Regions from separate parts of the Arachis hypogaea genome. Here region 1 is linked to region 2. Evidence: chromatin contacts called from public Hi-C data. All regions are on one chromosome and are shown on one strand. Each heading gives the region's core, a stretch centred on a gene start, on an enhancer-like site or on the middle of the called end of the contact. The rest is flanking DNA. Distances are from core to core; before and after follow the strand shown.

The links. A called contact is a pair of places that touch in the nucleus more often than the background predicts.
Region 1: a contact with region 2 is called in a Hi-C map of leaf, with 2.3 times the contacts expected there. The contact joins the promoter of LOC112727215 here to the promoter of LOC112727210 in region 2.

Annotation. Positions count from the first base shown.
Region 1 is chr12:27,040,380-27,047,107 of arahy.Tifrunner.gnm2.J5K5, forward strand. It overlaps LOC112727215 (dolichyl-diphosphooligosaccharide--protein glycosyltransferase subunit 4A), which reads left to right and starts at 1,508. Exons shown (of 1, transcript XM_025776882.2): 1 at 1,508-1,764. The coding sequence starts at 1,508. The coding sequence ends at 1,621.
Region 2 is chr12:26,658,280-26,664,956 of arahy.Tifrunner.gnm2.J5K5, forward strand. LOC112727210 reads left to right here and starts at 4,821. Exons shown (of 2, transcript XM_025776878.3): 1 at 4,821-5,177; 2 at 5,593-6,677. The coding sequence starts at 5,732.

The DNA of each region.
Region 1 (6,728 bases), core at 258-2,757, 380 kb after region 2:
TACCAAAATTGATTTTGATAAAATAAATATTGTTTGGATAATATTAGTTAAAATCACTTTTAGATAGATAATTACTTAAAAGGACATGAAATTAAATTATAATGTTATTTTTTTATACATGTTTATTTTTTTTTCTTATATGTTTTTTATATAGTATATTTTTAATATTCTTAGTACTCTTTTTTAGTACGTTATAATTTTTAATTATTATTATTATTTATGGTTAATTTTTTTTAATTTATTTTACAGATCAATAAATTTTATTATAAAAAGATAATAATAAATATAATACACAAAAATTATAACTATAAAAATATATAATGTCAAATAAAAAATTAATAAAAAATATAAATAATAAATAATAAAAAAAATTCATATAGAGAAAAATAATAAGAATTTTATAAATAATGCAATAATATACATAAAGGATAAAGTTGGTAAAAAAAAATTAAATGTTAAAGGTAGTGACTAAAAGCACGTTAGTGCAGCGGAGAAGTTAGAAATTATTGCTTCTTGTAAACGTAATTTTATGAACAAAATCACTTCTGCGTTTGTAAAAAAAAAAATAGCCAAACAAAAAATTGAAGCTTTCAAAAAGTTTTAACGTACTTTTTTCCTTCAAACATGTTTACCAAACACACCCTTAGTAGTCTTATTTCCGTGTTTGGTAATTGGTATTATTGAGTTTTTGGGGTTAACACTTAGCAGAAGGTACCAGAGTTTGGCACACACTGACGAAGCACAACACAGTGAGACCGAAGCCATCTGCAGCATCCTAAGGTTACCTCTCAATTTCAACGTCTTCTCTGTGACCTTATCCCCAATTTTCGTTTTCAATTAAACTCGGCCTCTTTAGTCTTTGACATTGCCGATTCCGAATCCCAATATTCATTCTGGCTTTATGCTTCTCTGTTAAGTTTCAGATCTGGTTTTGTTACTTGTTACCGTTTCTTCCTTTGATTTTAATTTTGATTTCTTTTTTCCTTTTTGGAATTTGTTAACGAAGAGCCACAAATTTGTATGCTGATTTTTTGTTCTTGATTTTTTTTTTTGGTTATGGAGTTATGTGTAGTTAGAGAATTAGCGCCAATTGCTTGATTAATTAATCATATGAAACACTAATTAGAATGATTTTTTTCACAAATGTGATTTAGGTTGAAGCCTGAAGATGTGAATGTCATAAACAATATCATTTTATTTTACTGTAATGTTCGTGAGCATTGTAGATTTAAACTGCTAAGCAACAACTTGCTTTCTGATTTTGTTATAATTTAGTGTGATTTGTTAGGTTAGAAGATTCTAATTTTTGAATTCTGATATATCGATGGGGTCTATATGATCATGTTTTAGGAATCAATATTAATTAAATTTTTCCTTAATTCAGTGTTCAGTATAAGAGATTCACAGTTCAAATTGTACGTGCTTTCAGTTGGAAAAGAATAAGATATCTATTTTGATGCCCAAAACCATGGTATTGACATGAATTTGTTTTTGCTTCCTGCTACAGATGATTGATGATCAAGATCTGGGTTTCTTTGCCAATTTCCTTGGCATCTTCATCTTTGTACTGGTGATAGCTTACCATTTTGTTATGGCTGATCCAAAGTATGAAGGGAACTAGGGTACTGTGTGGTTGTGATTTTCATGTTGTAGACTTAGCTATTTTTCTAATGGAAGTTAAGTTGATATAGAAATGAACTTCATTTTGAGCATGTGATGTGAGCTTACTGCTATATCTTATCAAAGACTTCATTGACACTACAATTTTTGTTATATATATATCTGAGCTTCCAAGGTTTCTGCAAGTAAGAAACTTTCATAAATCATAAAAAAAGATAATGAAACCGTGGTAGATGAATTTGCTAGATTATGTGCTCCACTGCTACTGAATTTGGTGCAATCATGGCTTGAGCAATATAATATTGATAAACAAATTTAGGGTAAGGCTTTCCCCAGTAATTGGCTTTAGCGATATACTTAAGTTCTGTTTCCTATTTTACTCAAGCATTCTTGAAGCCTAATAAGATTTATCCTTTATAGTTTGATAACTGATTTTAAAATTGGAAAAAGTAGTTTAGTTTAGTCTTATGTTAAGTTGGCAGCTCATTATGTGACGTTTGTCAAATGCCGTGAATGTTACACTAGAGATTTATATAAGTTTCTTCATTTAGAGTTTTTGATGTTTCGTTTAGTGTTTATTTTTTTATTTTTTTACATTATTTTGGTTTATTTTTTCTCTTTTATTTTGAGATCAGAAGTGTTAGAACTTTATCGTGGCAGTACACATATCACATAATGGAGCTGGATTAATTTTCTTCAATTGGAAATTTAGAATGCTTTTATACTATATATGCAGTCCACTAGTTATTAGTTAAATAGTAAGGCACATCCTTTAGTTTTGGTATGCCTCCCATAGTCTCACTAAACATGTTGTTCTGTAGTTAATAAAAATAAAGTGAAACACAGCAGGTCATGTGCAAAGTAATAAAGGGTTTTGGAATATGGAACACAATGGAGTTTCAAATTTTGTTTAGGAGAGGGAAGTGGAGAAGGTGTCTTCTAGTTCTAGAGATAGAAGGAGGATCTTAGTTGAGGGAGTAATTAAAGAGGAGAATAAGATGAGGAAGAAAACATGCTGATGTGTTTGTGGTTGGGCATGGAGGCACAGACTCACCCAGATATGGGAATAGATCCTGTTAATTTAGTTTTCACTTGACAATATTACGTGTGATATTTTACCATGAATTTTATAGAGATTTTTTATCGAGAGATCCACTTTACATTGTCAAGTAAAAATTAAATAGAGAAGATCTCTTCCCACTGAAAGTGTCTGCACTATTGTACATTAATTATTCCATTTACAATATGATATTATGATATCATTTCATCTATATAGCCATTCGTTCCTAGAGGATAAGACTCGGTCGTTGTTATCATCATATTATGATATTTATAATTTAAAGTTAAGTATTTTCTTGCAACATTTGCATGTTCTGCACTATAGCTTTCCTATAGTTATATCAGGAAATTTTGTTCTCAGTATGTTTTGGTTAACAAAAATGCTACGTACATTTCAAAATTAGTCACAAAAATATGTGTATAAATATATATTTATTTAACTTGTTTTCAATGTATATTTTGTATTTCAATATGTATTTTATACTTGTTTTGCATGGTTGGTTAGTTAATCTTTGATCTTACAATTGATTTTGTTAAAGTTTGCATGATTTGTGGGATCATAAAATCTTAGTAGTTTTTAGCTGAGTCTAGATCTTGTTTGTGTCTCACATCAATCAAATTCCAATAAAGATTCTGTTGGCCTTTAAGGATATCAGTGATATCACCTCATCTACTAATTTTTTGAGTGTCTTGAGTCATGATGATTCACTGAATGTGCTAGAAAAAGTTAAAGACATGTACCATAAATCATAGAGACTAAGCATCTCAATAATGCATGCATTAGACCGAATTTGAATTATGAAAGGTATGTATCATATATGTATGTGAGTTTTGATTTTGGATGGAATGAAAGAGTTATAATACTTCAAAGGGTTATAATCACATCTTCGATGGAGTAATAATAAATTGTCCAGTAAAAATATTGGATCAAGTTCGAGTTAACATTTATACGGGCAGCTAACCCTTGCATGAAAAAAAGTGCTGACAGGCTTATTCTATTTAGTGTTGGTTTGGATTGATTTGTTTAAGTGAAAAACAACAATACCAACAAAGTTTTGTCCCACTAGGTGGGTCGGCTAAATGAATTAAATGACATCATTGAGTTCTATCAAGTATTATGTTTACATAGAGATCGTTTATATGTAGATCTCGTTTGATCACTTCATGGATGGTCTTTTTAGTTTTTTTTTCTGCCTTTCACCCTTTATTCATCTTCTAACTTATCCACCCTTCTGACTGGTTGTTCTATCAGTCTTCTTCTTACATGTACAAACTACCAAACTACCTGAGACGCGATTCTGCCATCTTTTTCACAATAAGTGCTACTCCAATCCTTTTTTTTATATTTTCATTCCATATTCTATCCAATCACGTATGACCACTCATCAATTTCAACATTTTCATCTCTGACACATTTGACTTATGTTTGTGCTTTTCTTTAGCCGTCCAACACTCTGTATCATAAAGTATAGTCGGTCTGATAGCAGTACTTTTATTAAGAAAAGCAAATTATTTGTTTTTTCTAAAAGCTATCAATACCTTATTTAAAAAAAAAAAAAGTAGAAGCAAAAATGTTTTTAATACTTGAATACTTTTTAAAAAGTATATTCAAATGTAAAATAATTTTTATCTGTTAAAAAAAATTCTTTTTTAAAAAGATGAAAAAAATAAGTATTTTTTTCAAAAACCTATCCAATATAGAGTATTTAAAATTGCATTTAAAATTTCTTTTGCGAAAATAATTTGTTTGGATATTTTGTCATTTTTAAAATTCTTAAAAAATTTCACAAGGCATTTAGATATTTTGTTAGTAAAGAGAAGGAAAATTTAAATCTCTTTTAATTAAGTGGAATTTCAAAATTCTTTCCTACCACGAAAGAAAAATACAGATATATCTTTCTTTTTTTTGTTTCCTTTATCTTGTCATTATGTTGTATCCAAAGTAAAAGTTTTAAAATTAATGCAATTATATTAGTTCAATTTAATTACTTTATATTCCAAATTCTCAAAAAAATTCAACAATTCTCTATTCAAACATACTCTAGCCATTTTTAATAAAATGAAATATATTGTAATTGGTCATAGTATATAGACACTGATGATATACAAATACAAACAATGGCAGACATACATTTCTTTTTTACTTTTATTTTAAATTTATTATGTCAATTTCTTTTATATCTAGATAAATAAATTGTCAATAATAACAATAGTTGTGATGATTTAAAACGTAAAAGTAGTGTTCCTTCCGTACGAGTTTGTTGCAAAATTTCTTCAATTTTAGAAAGTCACTCAGACACTACAGCTATGCTGCCCTAAACTATGTGCCCACAGATTAATGGACTTGGTCCAAAATTCTCCAATTTAATCATAATTGGAGAATTGTCACATTATCCTCACAGTAGGATGGCAATGGGTATCATGGGTGGGTAGTAGTTGGGTACGCTTTTTCTTTTTTCGACTCCGTTTAAAAAATATTTTCAATTTCTATTTTATTTGTTAGAGATTACTGTTTAATAGCCTTTGCAAGAAAAATGAATATTCGCAAGTATTTATGGATATTCTCATTAAAAACTTAAAAAATAAACATAATAATATAATCTAACGGTGGAAACTCAGGTGCAGTCGACTTCACGTGATATTGATATCTGAGAGCCGTTAGATGATTTGATTGATTTGACTAAATTTTTATCTAACAGCTCTTAAATATCAACTTCACATGAAGTCGATTTCACTTGAATTTTTACCTAATCTAATACAATATAATACAATCTAAATATAATTTAATATATATGTTAAAAAAAACATAAAAATAGTTTCTAATATAATAAAATACCAACATAAATTAAAACATTATAGTAAATTCTCTCTGAAGATTTAACGATTCACATGAAACATGTATGTATACTCTTGTTTCTATTCCCATTTATTTTTGCGATAGATCTTTGTCTCTGAGAGATTTTGCGAATTTTCATTTACATTTTTCTTGTGGATACTTTCCGCAAATACTTGTTTTTGCAGATTTTTTTTTTTTTACCATTTTTAATGTCTTAAAGTTTTTAGATTAATTTTTATGAAAGTACTTTCTAAACATTGTTAACCTTTAGATAAAAAAATATATTGTTAATTAATTATATATTAGATTTTTTTAATTAACAAATGCCAAAAAAAGCATGTGTTGAATATTAACAAAATGCAAGTGTTAAAATAGGTTAAAAAATTTGGATATGAATATTTTTTTTTTAGTGTTATTTTCGAACATGGAAACATGTGGTGGGTTCCACCTTCTCACAGTAGGCGAGATACGTTTTTTTTTTTAAATTGAATAAAAAAGCTTCTCGTTATGTATGAGAAGCATTGTTAGAAAATTAAAAAAAAATGAATCTTTCATCTAGCAGTGTGCAAGTTTATTTTTTTTATTTTTTAAATAACAAGATTATTTATGTATATTGTATATTTTATTTAACAATATATTTAGCATAAATATATTAATACAAATATATCTTATTAATATGAATATAAAAGAAAAATGATAGATAATTATTAAAATTTATTATTTTTGTTTATCAGTTAGTTATCAATATTTAAAAGTATGAGATAAAGTATGTTATTAAATTATTAGACTAAAGAAATTAGATTAAAAGAATTAAGTTGATGGTTAAATAATAACCATAAACAATAAATTCTAATGATCTCCTAATATTTCTGTATATAAAGTACTCAAATATTAATACATACAAGCGTAATAACTCATGCGTGATAAAATCAAAATTATAATTTTGAGTTGTTTTGTTAAAATTAATTTGAATTATAATCATTTGATTAATAAAAAAGTAATATGACATGCATTGTTCGTTTTTTCTTAATCTGGTGTTAAGTGTATCTACTCTAATGTAGTTATTAATCGTTTTTATTAATCTACTCTAATGGCAAACATGTGATGGCGCGATGGGTAGGCGGCGATAGCGAGCACATGACGGCGCGACAGGTTTGTTCTCTATGTCATTGAGTGGCCACTAGGTTTGTTCACTTATTTGGGTTTAGAGTTG
Region 2 (6,677 bases), core at 3,571-6,070:
GACCCGCTCCAGCTTGAGCCCACCATTCAAGGCTCATTCCTTCGTCTAAAGAATTATGTTGGACATAATCATTTGTGATCCCACAACCATTAAGGCCCACATTACCCATGTCACCCATCATGCTTTTATTTTCACACTCCTTATTACTACCGTGGCCCACTAAAATTCTTCTTCCAGCCTTTATTACACCCACATTTATCCTTCCTTTTGAAATAAAATTTCCTTGTGTTACGTTTCTGTCTGAGTCCTCGTCCGTTAAAAAATTAGAATCTCCATAATCTTTGCCTCTTTCAAAATCCATTAATGCATTTAAATTAGGTAACCTTTTTTCCTTGATTGGTAGTAAATGTGCCTGATTCCAGTCATTCAAAAATAAATCATGAATTATTGTTCTATCCTTATCTTCTCCGTGATTCCTCACCCCTCCTTCCACCAATTCAGCCGCCGGATCAAACATCGGTGTCAACGTCTTTATTCCTTTGCCACTTACATCATAGTTGGTCTTCATCGTTTGCATATTTTTACCTACCATCATGCTCTCTGCTCCACATTTTTCACGTCCCACCTCCTTCACAAAAACATTGAATCCACTAGTACCGACCGTTATGTGAATCCATTAACTAATAACATCAAATATACAAGTATCGATTTGGACTCTACCGGAACTGAATGATAATTCTGATTCCGTCACCTCATCACACCGTACCACTTCCTCCCATTGCCCACCTATCCTTTTGAACGTTTCTGCGGACCACACATGCAGTGGCACTCCAAAACATTCTAACCATACTCTTCTAGTCTCACTTCGTTCCGATTCTTTCCATCTCCAAACACTATGAAAAAATTGCAGAAGACTATTCATTTTGAATGTATAATACTCCTCCGTATGCTCCACAGTGTCAAAAGTTAATAGTGCCTTATACGCTCCTAATTCCCGGACTTGAACAACCTGAGGCACATTCTTGCTAACTGCCTTCTTCAGTGCATTGAGATCTATGGCCATGGTCGTCCCCCCGACTAAACTTCTTGCTAGCCAACCCATATTCTCTTCTGCAACTGTTACTTCAACTTTCTTCGTCCAGCCATTACCGTTTGGGTGCCTATTCGACGTATTCTTCATCGTCACTCCTTCACCTGTATCCGTATGCACATTGTCCCCACGTTGAGTCCGCCTATTCTCAACCGCAGTCTGTTCGCCACTTCCGGCCTGAATTCTTCTTACCTTCTCCTTTACTGGCCTTCTATACTTCGCTTCTTGAACTGAGATTATCTTCCCACGTAATCGCATGCGATCCATTTCCGTTATCGCCTTCAGTGCCCCTCCTTTGGTCGTGTATCGTATAAATGCAAAAAGATATATCATACTTTTTTTCTCTTTACGAGAAAGATAAATGTCATTGATTCTTCCTGTCCAGGTGAAAGGGTGAAATAATTCTTTCTTTGAGATATCTCCCGGTAAATTTTCAACAAAGATGGAGAAAGACTCATTTTCCAGTCGATAATATTCTTTTCTGTTCCAAACCCTAGGATCTTTCGAATGTTGATGTCGTTCCCATACTCTACCCCGCTCTGTGTCCCCCCCCCTCTATCTCTCTCTCATTCTCTTCTAGATCTAGTTAATTAGTACTATTATATACTGATTGAAAAAAATAAGGGAGAGGGATAGGTAAGAGTGATGCACAGGAGATTAAAGAAGGAAAAGTAGGAAAGCAGATTGACACAAACTACCTTAATAGTGTGTGGAGTGTTTTTATCTTTGAAGAAATCGGAGGAGTGACGGGTATGATGGAATCAACAAGGTAGAATCTTAAAAGTTGTGCTAGAAAAAATCAAGCAAATAAACTGATACTCGGAGTTAAAAGGAGGTCAGGAGGATTAAGGAAGAGTTCCAGTATTAACAAACAATGTCAAGAAGAAGTGGAGGCAGCAATGAAGTGGGAGGGTGCCACCCAACAATTGACATCCAGAGAGGAATGAAGATGACAATGTGAAACTGTGGGGGTTTAAGAAAATTCCATTCAGTTTATAACATAAAAGGAATTTGTAAATCCCATTCTTCCGAGGTATAAGACAAAGACTAATACCCCGACTGTAGAGGTAGTGTTGAGGAGAGTGGGTTTTAACTCAATGTTTATTGTTGATTCTATTAGGCAAGCAGCAGGGTTATTGGTGACATGGAGAGATAAAGAGATTGTCCGGATAGTAGAACATGACACTTTCTTTATCCACTTTGTGACTGAAAATCATAACTCTAAATCAAAGCGGAAGGTAATTGGAGTCCATATGCAAACGAAAGAGGCAGTTAGGGAGACGCAGTATATTAAGATATTGCAGAATTTGGAGGCAAGTGGTGAGGAGAAGGTAGTTATTGGGAATTTTAATGCTATTCGGGCTCATCATGGAAAGAAGGGGAAAGGCCAAAATCCATAACATTTATCCAGCAACTTTATAAATGCTGGGAATCTGGTGGACATTAGTTTCGAAGGTGAAAAATTCACATGGAATAAATGCAATTCGGCAGAAACTTAATTAAGGAGAGGTTGGAAAGAACATTGACAATCATGGTATGGAGATCAGTGTTTCCAACAACTTTCCTTTTACACTTAGATTATTCTGGTTTGGATCATCGCCCGCTGATGCTTTGTTCAAAAAAAGAGGGTAAGAGGGTTAAGGACTTGTTTGGGTGAACTGATAAGAAAAGATTTTTTTTTAGTTATCTTTTTTTAAAAGATCTTATGAAAGAGTAGAAGTAATTTTATGTTTGGATATTTCATATAAAAAGATCTTTTTATCTATCAATTATGTTTGGGTATAACGATATAAAAGTACTTATTTATTTATTTATTACATGAAAAACATCTTTTTTTAAGAAAAAAAGATCTTTTAAAAAAAGATGTAAATTACAGCTTCTCAACAAAGATGTTTTTTTTATTTGTCTAGTACTTTTACTTTTACTTCTAAAAATTTGTCAAACACGCTAAAAAATAAAAAAAAGATATTTTTTCATTGAATAAAGATCTTTTTTATTAAAATAATGTCGTCAAAACAAGCACTAAAAGGAGATTTAGATTTCAAGATAGATGGTGCGACAATGAGGAGATTAATAATTTGATTACACAGTCTTGGAATGTGAATATCAACGGTTCTGTCTCTCTCAATGCCTCTGCTTTGCGAAACTCTCTCTTCTCTTCGTGCTCAACGGCAACGACTCCCAACCCTACCGGCACTATCCCTTCTCCCTTTCCCTCTCTTCTTTCTCTTCTTTTTCGCAGCCCCTTTCTCTTCTGTGTGGTGTGTGTGTTAAGGTTTAGGGGAGAATGACTGAGTTTGAAATTAGGGTTAATGTTGGTTTGATTTGGGAATTAGAATTAATTTAAGTATTTTGATAAAATTGAAAGGTAGAGTAGTAATTTAAAATCAAATTTAATCCAAATAAATTATTTCAAAAACATTATTTATTTATCAACTTATTAATTGGTTTTTAAATAAGTACTTTAATTTAAAATTGATGATAATATAATTAATCTTTTTTGGTTTGTAAAATTAACTAAAACTCTCAATTATTCAAATTAAATTATATAAAATTTTTATTATTTTACCACTACTAAAAATTTAATTTTTAAATATAAAAATTATTCAATAATTATAAAATTAAATAAAAATTATAATTTAATTTAAATTTAATTTATCAAAACTTAATTTAATTATATTTAATAAAATAATTTTTAAAATTAAAATTTTTAATAAATAAAATAAATTAAAATTCACTCGTAATAAAATTTTCAGAAGTTTTATGTTTTATACTATACTTACCATCATCAAGAGAGCCATATATCTGAAAATTTTAAGTTTTTTGAATTGTTTGGTTCCCTCAAAAGTCATCAATATGAGCTTGATGTTAGCTTGGGATAGATCACTCCAAAGACAAAGTCTTTGACCCTACAATCAAAAGGAAAAAAGCTTTGCTAATAAAAGATGAATCTGATGTTGAATCTGAGTATGGTTTCTCGTACTAAAGATCAAAAGGAGAAGGACGAATGTGCCTCCTTCATAAAGAAAGCAAACAAAAAAACTTGGCTGAAATAACGTAGAAGCCACCTTAGAGACGATAAGAAGCATAAATCAAAAGTGGATGTTGTTTACTAAAACTGTGTAGATAAAATCACATCAAATTTGAGTGTCCCAAGTTGGTTAAAAACAATAGAGATCTAGATGACATAGCTAACATATGTTTTATAGCTAACTACGAGTCAAACTAGGAGATAATGATGTTTGAAATTAATCTTTCTTTTTTCTGAACTTAAGACCATGTATAAAGAACTTCTCAAAATTTCTAAAAAATTATCCAAAATATACTTTAAGCTAAAGAAAATTTAAAAATCTAAACTTTTGATATAAGAGATCTCAAAATTGGATATGAGAACTTTCAGGAAGCAAATAAAATGTTGAAAAAGAAAAATGCATCATGATTTTTTGAGATAACTTTTTTTAATGAAAACACTCAAAAAATAATATTTTAGGAATACAAAAATAAAATTCTGATAAGTCTGTCACATATTTGTGTAATTTATACATATTATTTTATAAATATTTTAAATAAAATAAGCAACTATAAAATAATCAAACAATTCAAAGTAAAATAATCAAATTTAGATAAAAAAAATTTATTGGAGCATTATAATTAATTTTTTTTATAAATATTAAATATATACGGTGAACATTTTTATATATATATTTTTTAATTTGATTATTTTTAATGAATAAATCTTTTTCTTTGAGAAGAAAAAGTAAAAATAAATGCAAACTCCTCAGTCCTCAGTACTCACTCGCCTCTGTCCCTCTGTGTACTCGCTTATCAGTTAATACTTATCGGTTATAACCACTAACCAGCCATTACTCTTTTTCTTTCTCTTTCGTTTTATTTTTGAATTTTTAGATTTTTTTTCCTGTTCCCTTTTGATGAGTCTAACCAAGAAGACGAAGAATTAGGGTTCTTATCAGTTATCACCCAAAAAAAGAAATAATAAAATAATATTATTTTGATTAATTAAAAAAAATAGGGAAAATATTGCGGGAGAGAGCGTAGGCAACATGGTTGTCGATGATATGGTTGATAGCATCATCGTCGGCTATGGAGGCTACTCTTCTTCTCGATTCTCCGATGCTTATCCCAAAAGGTAAACCCTTTTGACGATCTCTCTCTTCTTCTTCGGTCTTCTCTCTCTCTCTCTCTCTCTCTCTCTCTCTCTCAGTTTCTAGTTTTCATGGATTTGATGGTTTTGATTCAGTGTTTTTCACCTGATTTTGGAGGATTTAAGGAGATGTATAGAATATTAGGGATACATAATTTAATTCTCCTATAGCGTTTTCCTAAAATCTCTTCCTCTCTCGCTGAGATTGAAGAGATACATAAGTATAGAAGATATATGTGTGTTCACTCTGTTTGTGCTATTAGATATATGTTCAAATTAATTTATTCTTAGGGAAGAAAGAAAAGAAAAAAATTACAGATTTTTTTTATTTGTTTTGTTGTATAGGTTGGATTTGTTGATTTTTTTTCCCCCTTCTGTCAATGCAATTTTATAAATCTAGGGTTTGATGGAGGGGATATATAGTGGTGATTGATCTGATGAAGGTGTTTATGAGGTTGTTTTGTTGAATTTGTTTTTGGGAATGGCAAAAATGAACACAACACCAGCAATAGAACTCATCAGGGAAATGATGAGGTAGCATGGGAGATTCTTCTTGTCTTGTTTCTTTGTCAATGGAGAATCACCACCCCTCAACGCTCTTGTCAATGGACTCAAGTGCATCTTCTCACGATGAACTCGATTTGGAGATGAATCGCCAAATCATATTCTCAGGTCCACCAGATATCAACCTGCCCCTCTCTGCTGAGCGCAGCCCTCCCCCGCCCTCTTGGAACTCCGACCCCTGTGATGTCTTGGATGTTGGTCTTGGCACACAAGGCTATGAGACTGAGAGCTTTCTTAACATGCCCAAAGCTGCAGCAGCCGGAAGAAAGTGTGCTAAGCGAGTCGACAGCATGTGGGGTGCTTGGTTCTTCTTTAGTTTCTACTTTAAGCCCTCTTTGAGTGATAAGTCTAAGGCCAAAATTGTTAGGGACAGCAACAGTGTTTCGGGGTTTGACAAGTCTGATCTCAAGCTTGATGTTTTCATGGTTCAGCATGACATGGAGAATATGTACATGTGGGTGTTCAAGGAGAGGCCAGATAACGCGCTGGGTAAGATGCAGTTGAGGAGTTTCATGAATGGGCATTCTCGCCAAGGGGAGCGCCCGTTCCCATTCAGTGTTGACAAGGGTTTTGTTCGATCCCACAGGATGCAGCGGAAGCATTATAGAGGGCTTTCTAACCCTCAGTGTGTTCATGGCATTGAGCTTGTTCCATCCCCCAATCTGATGGTCCTTGATGAGGAGGATCAGAAGAGGTGGATGGAACTCACTGGCCGGGATTTGAACTTCACAATCCCACCTGAAGCAAGCGATTTCAGTTCATGGAGGAATCTTCCCAACACAGACTTTGAGCTTGAGAGGCCGCCTGCCCCAATCAAGGGTGCTCCGAATTCACACCCTAAGAAACTGCTCAATGGATCTGGACTGAATTTGTCAACTCATTTGTCTAACCACAGTAATGGAGATGGACTGGACCTATCTC